Linked DNA regions of Rattus norvegicus: region 2 is linked to region 1. Evidence: chromatin contacts called from public Hi-C data. All regions are on one chromosome and are shown on one strand. Each heading gives the region's core, a stretch centred on a gene start, on an enhancer-like site or on the middle of the called end of the contact. The rest is flanking DNA. Distances are from core to core; before and after follow the strand shown.

Region 1 (7,559 bases), core at 4,436-6,935:
TCCTTCTGTCTTGCCTCAGGCTCCGTCTCCTCCAGCACTGAGGTTTCAGGGGTTCACAGCCCGACTCAGTTTTATGTGATGCTGGAAAACCAGACTCAGGCCCTCATGTTCATGTGGTAAGTACCCTTAGCAAGTCATCATCTCAGACATCATCAAGTCTGACTTAGTGTAGTGTAATATTTCAGGGGGCGAGGTTCTCTATTGGCATTTCTTTCTCATTGATAAGGAGTATTCTAGTGAGGGGGCTAGGCTATGTTTCTGTCTCCAGCTCACAAATGTCTGCGTTGCTTCCAAGGTGTGATGACCTCAAACAAATCCTGTGTCAAACATTTATGGGTCACCTTCTCATGTGGTCATATATTCCCATCTTTTCCTGGTCTCATACTCCAGAGTTCTATGGTCAATGGACACTGTTTAAGGAATTGTCCACTTTTCTCCAAAATGTTGGTTGGATCCTGATGAAGTGGTGCACACTGGAATCCCAGCATTCCAAAGATTGAGGCAGAAAGGTCAAGGGTTCAAAGACAGCTCCATTTACATAGTGAGACCCCATCTCACAAGACAAGACAAAACAAAGCAAAACAAAACAATATGACCATAGTTTTATGTGCTTACTACCAAAGGGGGAAGGTTCGGTTTCTCTATCTTCTCTCTAACAAGTGTTGCTTCCTGCTTTTTAATTTTTTATTTTATTAGAACCATTTTTTATGAGGTACATAGGGGTTCCTCCTTGTGGATTAAATTCATGTTTCCCTCATGACTAATGACAGTGAGTTACTTTTCGTGAACTGATGGTTCATTTGTGTCTCTTTGGTAACGAGCTTATTTCTCCCTTCCCCTCTCTCTCTTCTTCCTTCCCTCCCTTTCTTCTTCCTTCTATTCTTTTGGGGATTGAACTCCAGGCCCCAGAATGCCATGCATGGGCTCTACCACTGAGCTAACCCTGCTCTGGTTGTTTGTTTCATTGAGTTGTAGGTTTTTTTTTTATATATTCTCAATGTGGCTCCTTCATTGTTAGTTTTTATTTGTAACCATTTTCTTCCTATTTGTAGTTGTCTTTTCACTTCCTTTTCAAAAGAAATATGTTTATCTTGGGCACTGGATTAGGACTGTGTTCCAAGGTGTATGTGATGGTTTGTATATACTTGGCTCAGAGAATGGCACTATTAGGAGGTGTGGTCTTGTTGGAGTGGGTGTGGTCTTGTTGGATTAGGTGTGGCCTTGTTGGAGTAGGTGTGGTCTTGTTGGAGTAGGTGTGGTCTTGTTGGAGTAGGTGTGGTCTTGTTGGAGTAGGTGTGGTCTTGTTGGAGTAGGTGTGGTCTTGTTGGATTAGGTGTGGCCTTGTTGGAGTAGGTGTGTCATTGTGTGCGTGGCTTTAAGACCCTTGTCCTAACTGCTTGGAAGCCAGTCTTCTCCCAGCTGCCTTTGCAACAAGAGGCAGAACTCTCAGCTTCTCCTGCACCATGCCTGCCTGGATGCTGCCATGTTACCTCCTCGATGTCCCTTTTCATTTTCTACCTCCCCTAGATGTGGTGTCGAAGTTTGTTACTTTGATAAAGTCTAACATCATTTTTAAAAATTATAGATGGTGTTTTCTTGCCACCGCTGAGAAATCTTTACTAAATCCAATGTCACAAATAGTTTCTCTTGATTTCTTTCCCCCCCAGACACTGTATAGTTTTAGTGTTTACCTTAAGAGCATGGATCCATTTTGAGTAATTCTATGGAAAATCTGAGTTGATATTTCTTTTTGGCAGCTAATTATTCAATTGTTGGGGCACACATCACTTATTAGAGAGTCTCTGCTTTCCTCCTTAGTGTACTTGACAGTCTGTTGAAAGATGATTGAGCGTGTGTGCGTGCCTGTGTGTGTGTGCATGCGTGCATATGTGCGTGTGAGTGTGTGTGTGTGTGAGTGTGTGTGTGTGTGTGTGTGTGTGTGCGTGTGTGTGTGCATGCATCTCCGACAGCACTCTGCAGTGCTGACCTCCAGTCTGGTCTTGGCATGACTCTGCTATTAGACTCTCTAGTGCAGACCCTTCTACTTGGCCCTTTATTGTCTGGCTGATATGAGCCCTTCAACCCTGCTTTGTCCCCACTTACACTGTAGGATCAGCTTAAACAACATTTGCAAGCACAGCCTGTTGAGATTTTGATGCAGGTTTTGATAGGGATTTTGATGGTAATTTTTTTGGGGGAAATTGCCATTTTAATCACATTGCTTTCCAATTTGTGAACACTAACTTAGATTTTCCATTTATTTGCACGTCCTTTCATTCCTTTTACTAATGTTTTATTTTCTTTTACTTTTTTTGTCTTCTGAGTGTAATTGTTTCTTTTGTTAGTTTACTTCTAAATATTTTATTCTGTTTTGTGGCATGAATAGGTTATTTTCTTAATTTTATTTTCCAACTGCTCATTACTACTGAATAGAAATACAACTGATTTTTGTATCCTGATCCTTTATACTGTGGTAGTCTTAAAGCTAAATGTCTTAGGCAGGCAGTGGCCTTGCACACTTTAGTCCCAGCGCCCAGGAGACAGGTGGATCTCTGCTCAGCCTGGTCTACAGACTGAGTTCCAGGACAGCCAGGGCTACACAGAAACCCCGTTTCAACAAACAGACAAACTACTGCCTCGATACACCTCTCAGAGGTCTCAGGAAGTGCTTTTGTCCAGAAATCACAGTGTTGGTCAATTCAAGCTGAACTATAGAAGGATTTCTGGCAGTTAGATAAAAGCCAGCATTCTTCAGTAACTTGTGACTAGTTTCTGCCAGTGAAAAGGAGCTATTTTCCTTGCCTTTGGCAGAAGGGACATGTGCCTTTCCACTGACATATACCTGTAGCCTTGTATCAAAGCCTCGCTGTTCTCCAGGCTGCTATACTCCCCATCCACAAGTACCTGTCATACATCTCAAAGCCTCCACACTAATATCCAGGTTCTTCTCGAATCTTCTCTAAGCCCCCAGGTCCGCTCCAACTCTCCAGCTTCCCTCCGCCAAGCTACTGTTCTCCATATCACTGCTCAATTTTTCCACACTTGGCTCACCCAGCCCCGACTGTGTTCAGTCTGCTTCTTTTTCTCTCTGCTCTGAACTCTTCCAGATGCCTCTGGATATTCTCTTTCTCTCATTCACAATGAAAGACTTCCCCCAGTGATGGAAGAGTCGTTTTGGTGGTTTCTTAATGAGCCCCCTTTCCCATATAATGGGTATGCGGGGGTGGGGTGGGATCTACTCTTGAGTGGGCTTTTGGAAATTCTTACCCAGTAAAATATGGTAGACAATATTGTATGCATCTCTAGGCACAGATTTTTTTTAGGAGTTAGCAGTTTCTGCATCCTTGCTGTGGAACTCTGTACTAGAACTGAAATTCAGAGGCCATGCCCTGCAAGGGGCTCATGGCACAGCCCAACAGAGATGTCTGTGGGAAGGAACCCAGCCCCTGTCTGCCAGCCTTTGAGTGTGCTACCCTGGCAGAGGCTCCTGCAGCATCTGACTGAGCAGCTTCAGCTGGGGCTGGTGGAGTTGACTCTGGCCTTACAGTCAGGTCTTGACTTATACTTGTGAGCAAAGTAAAAAAGAACACCTTCCACCCCAAAAAACCCCAAACAAAACAAAAACCCTCAGGTCGGATCATGTCATTGTGTTTATTTCTGTTTTGTTTTCTGAGTGATTTGTTTTCTTGAAACTCAGAGACATTAGAAAAAACATCTGCTCTCTGTGGTTAACAAACTTGATGGGGAAGACAAGAAGGGAGAGAAAAGGAGAAAAGAATGGAGGGAAGGAGGAAGGAAGAAAGGGTGTAATGAAGGGAGGAAGGGAGGGAGGAAGAGAGGAAAAGGGGAAGTCAGAAAAGGAAGAGAAGAAGGAAAGGAGCCAGGGAGAGAGGGAGGAAAGGGAGAAGGGAGAGAAAGGAAAGAGGAAGGGGAAAGGGAATTATGGAGGAAGGAAAAGAGGAAGGGGAAGGAAGAAGGGAGGAAGGAAAAGAGGAAGGGAGGGAATGAGGGAGGGATAGAAAGGAAGGGAGGGGGGATGGCTTTTGTGTTTACACTAGTTTTGACAGTCTGAGTTGAATGAACATCACAGCCTGACCACAGATACTCTGTGTATGTGAGACCCTAGGTGGGCCTTTCCTTCTTCCCCTTGTAGCCTTATTCTCCCCAGCTGTACCTATCTGGATCACTAGATTCTCTCTGCCAGGACTCAGCAGAGAGACTATGTCCTTTGAGGACCCTGCATTTAGCTGAAGGGAGGCTGCCTCCAGCTACCTGTTCTGCTTGGAGTAGAGGGTCACTTGGGGTTTCTACCCTGCCCCTGGGTGGGGTGGGGCATGTGGACAGAGTTCAGAAGTGAGGCAGAGAGCCCTCCTTCCCACCCTGCTGGGTACTGGGAGAAAGGAGGTGTGAGCAGGAACAAAGGAAGGACTCCAGGACTGAGCCTGACTGCTTTGGGGCAAGTGGGGATGGCTGGCTCTTCAGGGATTGGGGACAGAGGGTGATTCTCCAGGCTGAGGTTAGGATGCCCGCCTGGGTCCTTGGAACACTGGAGTTTCTTGGATTCCATTCCTAGGATGGAGGGAAGAAAAGGGAAGCTAAAGACTCAGGTTCTGTGGGTAGGGCCATGCCTACTCAGGCTCAGGACAGGGCACCATTCCTGTGGTCTCTTCATGCCTGAGTCTCCGTTTGTCTGCTTTCGTTGGAGTGTCCCTCTCAAACTCATGAGGCCCTGGGCTGCGAAATCCAAGGTCATGCTGGGTTTTAGCTTTGGGCATGTATGGAGTCTGTAGTCTATGAAGATTCAAACTTTTTGGGAAAAGGGGATTTCTCTTGTGGAAATTCTAGGGATAGGCATTTTAATATGTTCTTTTTTTAAAATTATTTCAGAAGATTAGAAAGATTTTTGGTCATCTATATTTTTTTTAAATTTTACTTTAAAACGTGTATCTCAGTGGCCCCTAGTCCATCTACAGAGTTGAACTGCCATCTCTAATGGGCTGCCTGTCTCTCCTGCTTTATGACATGCTGGCGAATGAACCCAGAGCTCCATGCTTGCTAGGTAAGCATTCTACTAAGCCATACCCTCAGCTACTACAGTCTAATTTTAGAACATTTTAATCATTCCTCAAAGAAACCCTGTACCCATTCCCAGTCACTTCCCATTCCAGTCAAACAGAGAGTGGTCAGCGTAAAACTTTGCCATTCAGTGGGACTGTTCTGGCCTCTTCTCCTCTTCTTAGGTTGATGCTGCAGAATCCACCTTTTAAAGCTATGCACAGGAGACCTGAACGAACGTGAGGGACTGGAATGGCTCAGGGATGGAGCGAACTCTAGTCTTCTTGACATAGTTCCTACATTAAATAAAGACCCCGTCTTTCACTGCCACCAGCCCATTGTCACAAACACAGAGGCAGTAATTTGGAGGGTCCCCTCTGAGGTCTTAAAGGATGGAAAAGGAGCACAGGGTTGTAAAGACTGAGGCGAGACCCACGTGTGCCCCTCCCTGTGATGTGCTCAGCTCAGCCCCGACATCGCAGAGGAGCCATGGGTTACTTCAGCTTTACCCTTTCTCAGGGTCATGGAGACTTCAGCAGGGGTTGTTGAGATAAGAGCTCCTGGCATCTGCTCGGTAGAGCCAGAGTGACGATGTCAGCGCATGTCATGATGGCCAGGGAACCTTGGTTGGTCCTTTTACAGCAGAGGGCCTGTTGTCATGGGAGGGGCTAACCACTTACTGGTTTGCTGTGTGTGGGGAAGCAGCTCTTCCTTCTTGTGTCAGGGCTTCTAGACTAGGCACTGGGCCTTGCCCCTGGACGCTGGTGTGCACCCTGTACTGGTGTCGCGGTGCCCTGCTGGTGGATCATTCTAGGCTCTAGAAACATAAGGTTCATGTTCCTCAGCTCTGCCTAGTCTCCAGGGGAAAGGGAAAGGAGTCTGCTTGCCAAGAGACACTGAGGAGCGGTGATGTGGATGAGATGGTAACTTGGTGACACGGTACAGGTCGAATCAAGAAGTTCTGCCTTGTCATTTTGTGGATGGACAACCTAAGACTCCCCAACAGAAGCAGTGCCTCATGAGGGGCCTCTGGCTCTACTGATGTGAAAACACTTCATACTTCCCAGTTGGGCAGTTGTCGTATTAATTAAGGGTCCTCAGAAAGAACAGAACTGATAAAATGTAAAAATACATTAAAATTGAGAGTCAGAGGCAGGCAGATTTCTGTGACTTTGAGGTCAGTCTGGTCTACCTAGTGAGTTCCAGAATAGCCAGGGATACATAATTAGAAGTATCTCAAAAGCTGCACACCCTACCTGGAGGTCAGTTATTAGCTTGACTTCCAGGATATGGTCCAATTAGTCCAACAATGGCTGTCCCATCCACAAGGCTGGATGTCCGTGCAGCCCTAGTCCAGTGCTGGAGTGCTGGCGGCTTGCTGGAGAAGTGTTGGTATTTCGTCTGTGATGGAATCCTGAAGAAGTTGGATCTAATACAGGGGCATCTATAGGGTAAACGAGCTCACCGGTATATGTGAGGGTGAGCTTACCAGTAAACAGGGAAGAAGCAAAGTTTCCTTCTTCCATGTCCTTCCATGTGGGTTGCCACCAGAAAGTGTGACCCAGATTTAGGGTGGGCATTCTTCCTTCAAATAGTCTGATTAAGAAAACCCTTCACACCCGCAGCTTGGATTTTAGATGATTTCAGATGTTGTCAAGTTGACAAGTTAGATTAGCCATCCATCACCGTTTTGGCTGTGATAATGGGACTGTGTCCCATCCACTGAACTTACTCCATCTTGTACAGCAATATGCCAGACCTGCACATGGTCCCAGTGAGACTTAACGAAGGCAAAATAGACAGAGCACAGTCCAGGCAGTACAGGTGGACTCCCATTAATATTACCTAACATCAATAGAGCCCCCAGGATTCTGGGTCAAACCTTAAGGTCTTGCTCTATCTGGAAGGCTCTTCAACCCTGGCCTGGGGTTTTCTCTTTCCATCCCTCCTACTCTTTGCTCAAGGGCCAGGCACTGTGATCTTCAATATACCTCCTGAGCTGGTGTCCCAGCTCCAGGCCTTTAGCCATTGTATACCCCTTAGGGGGCAATTGGCTTCAGAGTTCAAGTTAACTTCTTTTCCCTGGAGATCGTTCCAGACCCATGCATGGAGTATTACCCTCCTAGTTGTTCCTCAGGCTCTGAGCTGTTGAGACTTGATTGTTTGTTTCTTCCTCACCCTGGGACTCAGGGCAATAGGGCTGTATCTCTGGCAGCAGGTACAGGTGTTTCTCCCCAATAGGGGTATTAGTAAAGTGAATGGAGGTGTGGCTGCTGCCTGCCAAAATTCAGTAAGTGTTAAATGAGTGCAGGCTGAATGCAGTGGAGGTCAGGGTCCAGCCCACAGAAGGCTTTTATGAGAGGTGGAGGATGGGCCAGGAAGGTTTTGTGATAAGAGATGAGGCAAAAGTGTGGCATAAGCAGAGCGGTAGGAGACACACCTGGCTGCTTTCCAGAAATGTTTGTCCGTGTGCTTGATCTTGAGAGGGTGCCCTGGATTGAGGA
Region 2 (7,346 bases), core at 3,747-6,246, 68 kb before region 1:
GAGGCTGGTGGGTAATTATTTATTTGGACTGGTCTTTCTGCCCTTGTTGGACAAAAGCTCCTAAGAGTGTCTTGCATAGTTCTGGGTCTCGAGGGCCACCGTCTTCACTCTGTAGATTCTCATTAAACACATGAATAGTCAATCCTGGGCCCCTGACCTGACCCTACCCTCGCTATGCAGCTCCTCCCAGGTCAAATGCAATTGTGCGGGGAAAGAAGCATCAAGAAACAAGCCTGGTATCCTAGAGTCAATGGAAGAGAACCTCTTGGGCAGACCCTTCCCTGCACTTCTCTCATTTCAAAAGGCTGGAAACAGCTATTGGAAGGGTGCCCCCCACACCCCATGTACACATATCATTCCATTATGATACAGGACTCAGACCTCATGGTCATTAAGGGAAAACAAGCCTGTGGTTGGGAGAGGCCAAAGCATTTTAAGTCAGGATTCTCAGGGGATATGGCTTTCCCGGAGGCATCCAATGAGTTCAGATGCTGCCCAGAGGTGGTGGTGAGCACCCTAGCACAGGAAGCATGTAAGCCAAGGTTGAACAGTGAGCAGTCAACTATCAGGGAGGTAGGGATAATGGAGCAACATCTGGAAAAGGTTTCCAGCATCCCTTACCCCCCAACCTGGCCCTTCCATCATAGGTCTGTTCTGTACCAGAGGCTGCCTAACTTTCAGGATGAAGACTCAAATGTTTGTTTTGGCCTCATCCTCCCAGCAACCATGGAATGATAGGCATTCTGGGCTTGAACCCACTTTACAAATCAGGAGACTGAGGCCCAGCAGAGTGACATCCTGGCCCACACAGCTAGCAAACCACAGCCTCATGCTATGCTTCCCTTCCCCATCTAGTGTCTATGGTAGGTTTGCTATGTGTTGCCTCCCTGAGGGGCAGTGTAACTCATGGCCGAAGCTTCCAGTCTAGGCTTCACGTACCCAAGAAGGCTGGCACAACCCTGCCTCAGAGTATCTTCAGGACAAAGATTTCCCCCAGAGAGGGCCTGGGTGGAGGCCATTGTGTCTTGCTGAGAGGATCCAGCAGTCACCAGGAGAAACTGCAGCCAGGGTCAGGGTCAGGGGTAATTAGGGCAGCAGCCTTTGTTCTCTACACAAAACCCTAGGAGTCTCATAAAGATGCAGGAGAGGCTGGAACCTGGCAAGGACCCATGGGAGCAGTTATGAATGAACATTTATGGGACCCAGTCATTATCTGGCAGGCTCTATGTGCTGGTATCATGCCACCATACCCACAGACGGTTCCCCAAATTAACTTGCTGCTGCACAGGTTTCTTACAACATTTTACCCTAAGACTTAGGTCAAAACTACTCAGTGAACCTGGAGTTAGGTATCCAAGCTTCCTACACATGGCCCTCTTGCCCCCCCCCCCCCGCCCGACTCCGAGGACATATACAAACTTCAAGTTTGTGGGTCTTCTCAGCTGGGTCCTTCCAGCTTCTGATATGAGTGAACCTGTGGGTCATCTAAACAGTAGCCAGGGGTGAAAATGTGGGATTGCTGTGGATAGGGAAGTGTTGAAGTGTTGCATGTATGGGGGGGGGGCACACACAGGGGGGTTGTTGAACCAAACCCCAGCTTCTAGGTCTTTCTTCATTTGCCCTGAATCCCCCCCCCCCACACACACACTTTTACTTAGAATGAAAAAAAAAAAAAAAGAACATTTTGTCCCCACAAAGAAGCCAGCAGTGCACAGACAAGGTTATTTATTCAAACTTTTTTCCTAAGTCCAGTCCCCTCTGTGAGCCTGTGAGCACTACTCAGAAAGTCTTACAACCACAGCAGCTCAAGTCTTGGAAACTCTATAGCTCCTCCCCCAGCCCCAGCCACCAAGTTCCCAAGTCTAAACTTCTGATTCATATGAGAAAACTAGGTCTCCTAACTGTGTGACTCTGGGCCAGGGATGCTTCTGTCCTTTGGAGAAAAACAAAACAACCAAAACCATAAAACTCAGAGGACAACACCATCTCCTTGCACACGCTCCTAGGCAGATAGATAGGGCTTTCAATGTGCCTTTTGTTTGATGCTGGTGTTTCCACATCCTCTTCTTGAAGAGGGAAAGGTCAGCACAAGGCTCCCGGGTGTTCACAAGCCCTCTGCCTTCACTCAGGGGCCAGGAATTTCCCCTTCTTTGGACCTCTTAAAAAAAAAACCAGTCCGGATAAGAAAGACCATGAGCTTGCCCCCTCATCTAAACTTCACAAACAGCTCACAGGCAAATCTTCCCTCTTCTACACTCCAGTCACTGTGCAAGCATAGGGAGGCAGGCAGGGATTCACCAGCAGCCAAGTCGCCTGTTTCTCCAGCCCCAGTCACTATCCCTTTATCTGTACCTTCAAAATAAAATAAAAGAAAGAAAGAAGGAAATAAGAAAGAAAGAAAGAAAGAAAGAAGGAAAGAAAGAAAGAAAGAAAGAAGAGAAAAGAAAAAAAGAAAAAACAGTAATAAGCAAAACCAGGCACCTCTGGGAACAGCCTCTGGCCTCCTGCCCTGCCTGTGTAACCAGCCTGTCCTCACACCCACGAGGGAGGGAGGAGACTGCACTAGTTAACCCTCTGGTCTACCAGGCCCAGTTCCCAGGTTGCAGCAGAGGCAAACTGTTGCTCAAGAAAACCATTGGCACCAGGAGGCAGCTAGAGCCAATGGCTCTCTATGTAGCGCCAAGGCAGGGGCTTCCACCGGCCCCTTCCAAATCCAGGGGGTTGGTCCCCACTGTCCATGCCTGGGGCTGTCCACCCACGGGGCTCCAAATGTCCCTGGCAGTGCAGAGAGGAGGGAAAGGTTGGCCGAGCGATGCACTCACCCCGCCAGCCCAGCCGCCAGCCAGCTTCTTGGAGATCTCAGAGAGAACATTTGTTTGGGCTGCCAAGTTAAATCTTCCTCCCTCATGTCAGGGCATTGGAAAAGCAGTCAGGGGAAAGGGGAAGGGGGAGAGCGGGGGAAGGAGCCGCGGGAAGGAGGGCGGGAGAAAGCGAGCAAGCAATCCAGGCGGGCAGGCTCTGAGCCTCAGTTACTCTTAGCACTGCCAGCCCAAGAAGCTGCAGCTCCCAGGGCAGATGTTGACCGAGCTATCTACCAGAGATCTGGTCACCCGGGCTTTCAGGGCTCCCGGGTGGGGTGCGGGATGCCAGGCTCCTTGAGCCCGGGCTGCGGGAGAGGCCCTTCGTCCTGCTCCGGGCTGGAGGCACAAGGTGGAACTGTAAACCAGAGAAAGGAAAGTTTTCAGCAGGTAAAGGAAAGGGCAGAGTAGCCGCGCCGATCCGTTTTCCCCCGGGAAGGGTGGGGGGCCCAGGCCCGCAGTCCTGGCGCGCTCCCGTCCGCTAGCCCTCCCGCCCGGGTTGTTTACATTCCTGGAGTGTCTTTTAAACCCGAGGCTGTGGCCGGCTCCTGGCCTTCTCCCGCGGCTTCGGGGCAGTCTCCCGTGAAAATCTGCTGGCGCACAATGGCCGGGAGAGGAGGCCGCCCCTCTCCCGCGCCCCCACCGCTCCAGGGCGGGGAGCCTGCCCTCTGCACCGCGCCCTCTCCCTGCCTGGCCAGCTTCCTGGACAGATGTCCCCGGCCAGGGGGCGACGCGATCCCGCAGCCTGCACCACGACACCGAGGCCGTGCTCCCCACTGTTTTCTCCCTGGCCCTGACGCCAGGAATGTGAAACAAGCTTTCAGAGCTTCCCTCCCACAATCCGGACCCAGCTTCAGCTCCGGCCCGGCCCCCCAACCTCCTCCCGGGTCGGCCTCCCACTCCCCCGGGGCCGCCGTCGCCGCCGTCGCCGCCGGAGACAGAGAGGAAGAAAGAACACGGGGAAATTACTTTCGTATTTGCAACGCGCGCGCGCATACACACACACACACACACACACACACACACACACACACACACACACACACACACACACACACACACACACATCTTCCCCTTGGGCTCGCCTCCCGACTGGGGCAGCCCCGGCCAGACGTTGGCCTGAAAGCCCCTTCGGCTTCCGAAGCCCGAACGAGAAGCCTCAACACATCTCCTCAACGTGTCCTGCTTTAGCCACGCGCCGCGTTTCCCCGAGCTATTCTCCCCCCAAAACAACTTAACCGCGCCCCCATCTCCCATGTACAAAAGTGTGTTCTCCATAGAAATTTGGAGGCACAACTTAACATCACCAACCCCTGGCCACCCTAGAATCCAGCGCCTTCCTGGCGGTTCTCCTACGCACACAGGAGCACAACTTCATATCTTTCCAAAAGGAGCAAGGGAGACCCAGCCAGTTCTTCCCGGGTCCTCTCCTCCCTCCTCCGAATCCGTATCCCGGCCGGCCCCCGACTGTTCGGAGCGACGGCTGGAGGCGCGCCGGCAGGAGGCGGGCACCGAGTCCGCGCGCACAACCACACCGGCGCCCCGTACATCCGAAAACCCCCGGGTCCCCGCGCTCATCCGGAGTCGCTCTACACAAGCTGGGTGCTCGCTGGTGGCCAGGGCCTCCGCCCCCGGCGGCCAGGGCAGCAGCGCCGAGCCCGCACGGCTGGCTTCTCTCGCCCGGCCGGAGCTAAACCTTTAAGCGGAAAGCCCTAGTACAGTACCCGGCGCTCGCACCCTGACGATCCGCCGGGAGCGGGTGGAAGCCTCGGAGCTAACGGGCGCTTGGCTCTGTCCCCAAACTTACCGGGCTCTGCGAGCACCACTGCCACCGCTGGAGGACGCGCCGCTGCCACCGCCGTGTAGGGCAGGCTGGAGCCCGGAGGAGCGCAGCGAGAGCGCGGAGATCCACTCGGCTCCGGCTCTGGTTCCCGCTCCTCACCGGCCGGCGATAGGGTCAGCGCGCTGCGCGGGCGCTGCTCGCTTGCTCTGCGGCCCGATCGCAGCTCGCCCGGCCGGCCGCTTGCTCTCCGGGGCGCCCGCCGCCGCCGCTCGCTTTTTTAATGTCCACAGACAGTGAAAAGGAACTCGGCGTTAGGGGGTGAGTAAGTGAATCAACTCGCCCGGAGCCGAGCAAGTTGAAGTGTCAGATTACATTGGCTATTCTATTTCCAAAGGGCCCCGCGCCGCCGGCCTCCCGCAAAAGCCGGCACGGAGTAATGGCGGGAGCGGAGCGCCGCGCCTCCAGCGCGCAGGTCTGCTGGCCTTGGTTCGCTCTCCATCTGCGCGCTCGCTGCGCTCTCCTTTTCCCTTTCCTTTCCCTTCCGCCTCTCCCCTTTCCCTTCTTTTCCTCCCTCTGTTCCCTGTGCCCAGGTCTCAGCTCTCTTCCAGACCCTGTTAGGCTCCTCGCCACCCTTACCCTCATATGCTGCTTTGCTCACTCTCTCGTCCCTCCTCTCACCTCCCTTCACTGCTCTTTAACGCCCCCCCCCCCCCGCCATTCCATAAGTTTGGAGCCGGGAGACTGATGTGCCTAGGAAAGGACCACATTGGTAGGAGCAAAATTATTGCCAGAAGGCATACCCCGCTTCCTGCTGGTACCCTGGCTCTGGGGCCTTAGGTTCTGTTAGCCACCTGAATTGGGGTGACTGGGTGGCTAATGAGACACGGTGTGCGGAGTTTCCCCCGGAGACTTTGGGACAGAGGGTGAGAGGACCCTAATCTTCACTACCACGGGTGACGTAGGGGGAGGTGGAAGTGCGCTTCCATTGACATATGAGAAGGAGCGAGGGATACAGAGGTAACCACTGCTACTTGAAGTTTAGAGCAAGAACGCCATAATGCTTGGTAGGAAGCGCCTGGAGCGCTGCGAGCTGAGCGCTCCCAATTTGCAGAGGTGGAAATAACCCAACCGGCTCACAGCCCAGAGCTGGGCTCCACTCCTGTCGTGCCTTAGGGCACTCACGAAGCACAATTAGGTGCGCCCACTCGCGGGGGCTTTCCTCGCAGACCGGCCCCTAAATGTATCCAAGCGCGCACTCCCTTTGGCTCAGGTCCATTGCCACTCACACAAAAACTCCTACACAAACGGCACGCCGATTTGCGCCTACCTTTCAGCAAGGCACGCATAGCATGCACGACCCCGACACACACTTGTACACACACTTTCCATCCCAGATATGCCCGTGCACCTGGAGTCATACAATTGTACACACAAATATCGCTGTATGCCATCCCCGGTACGTTAAAAAAACAAAACAAAAACAAAACACGAGGCATTCCCCCGTGCACTACGTCTCTGGTTCACGTACACATACCACACATTTCCCCTTACTCTTCCACATCCCTTCCTCAACCCCATCCGCCTCCTGATTAGAAGGACTCTAGTCCTAAAGATAACTAGCGTCTGGGCTGGACACGCGCGCGCGCGCACACGCACTCCCCTTCAGAGCAGGCGGGGGAGGCTTGGGCTGGAGCCCGCTAGGGACTCCAGGTGTGGCGATGACTCCGTGCTCCGCTTTTTGCAGGCAGCCACGGTGTCGGAGGCGAGGCGAGGAAGGGAGCTGGAATAACAAAGGCAAGTTGGGAAGAGCGCAAGGGGGCGCAGCCCCGGCTGGGCCGCGGGGGGAGCCTTGCTCTGCCGGGTCGACGGAGGCAGCTTGGCCGCCAGCCGGGGGAACCGGAGGTGGGGAGGAAAGGTGGGGGGAGAGGGGCGGAGCCGCTTCGTGACGTCAGAGAACAATGACACCGCTGGGGGCGGGTTCGGGCTGGCCGCCCGGGCGGGGGTCTTTCTCAGGGCCTGGGGCGGGCGGATGAAGTCTTGGCCTCGCCGGGGCAGCAGTTTGATTGACGAGGTCCGCATGGGAGTGCAGACGTGCCACGCAGACTCGCGAGTCCTAAGCCTCTTGGGTGGTGATCATAGCGCACCGCGGGCCAACAGGGGAGCGGGCTGGAGAGCTCCCCCACCACAGACCCCCAGTTTAGAATATCCTTCAGAGGGCTGGCTGATCTGACCTCGGCTTGAACTCCTTCAGGGCCAGAAAGATCACTCCTTCCATCACCAAGACAAGAAGGCAAAATGTGTTTGCTAGCTTTGAAATCATTCTCAAAGCTGTGAATGTCTGGCAGCCGTGAAGTCAGACTGGAATTCCTGAGGGCAGACTGCAGCTCAGGTCCACAGGGACATGGGGCAAGGGTGTCGTCTGGGTGCGGGGTGGGGGTGGGGGGACGACGACTACCTTTCCCGAGGCAAATTCTGACTCCTGCTGCTATCGGGTGCGGGTGGGGGTGGGGTAGGGGCGGTGCTGCCTCAGTCCTCGGACAGTCACAAGGGATGAACTGTTAGCAACTTGCTCCACTACCCACCCACAGGTGGCAGCTGAGTATCCCTAGGGAAAGTGGGTGGCATGAAATCACTTGCAGACCTTTAGGGACACTGGAATGGCCTGGTCTCAGTACATTTCCAAGAAGAAGACACCCCCCTTGCGT

The links. A called contact is a pair of places that touch in the nucleus more often than the background predicts.
Region 2: a contact with region 1 is called in a Hi-C map of the A7r5 cell line, with 2.8 times the contacts expected there. The contact joins the promoter of Zmiz1 here to the enhancer-like site in region 1. A contact is called at or near these places in 10 of 12 Hi-C or Micro-C datasets (the A7r5 cell line, Schwann cells, frontal cortex and 5 more) and 1 of 1 datasets of contacts at active chromatin or transcription factors (oligodendrocytes).

What each region holds. Positions count from the first base shown.
Region 1 is chr16:964,352-971,910 of GRCr8, reverse strand. It overlaps LOC120097392 (a long non-coding RNA gene), which reads right to left. Exons shown (of 3, transcript XR_010058529.1): 3 at 2,331-4,569. Among named protein-coding and RNA genes, the nearest start is that of Zmiz1, 66 kb to the left of the region's middle. Within about 2 kb of position 5,685, at least 1 of the 93 cell types and tissues checked has an H3K27ac peak or open chromatin away from gene starts, as enhancers often do. A contact at or near this core is called in the A7r5 cell line, where this site is marked.
Region 2 is chr16:1,031,810-1,039,155 of GRCr8, reverse strand. Zmiz1 (zinc finger, MIZ-type containing 1) reads right to left here and starts at 4,996. Exons shown (of 24, transcript NM_001108393.1): 1 at 4,666-4,996. It overlaps LOC120097507 (a long non-coding RNA gene), which reads left to right and starts at 7,152. Exons shown (of 2, transcript XR_010058530.1): 1 at 7,152-7,346.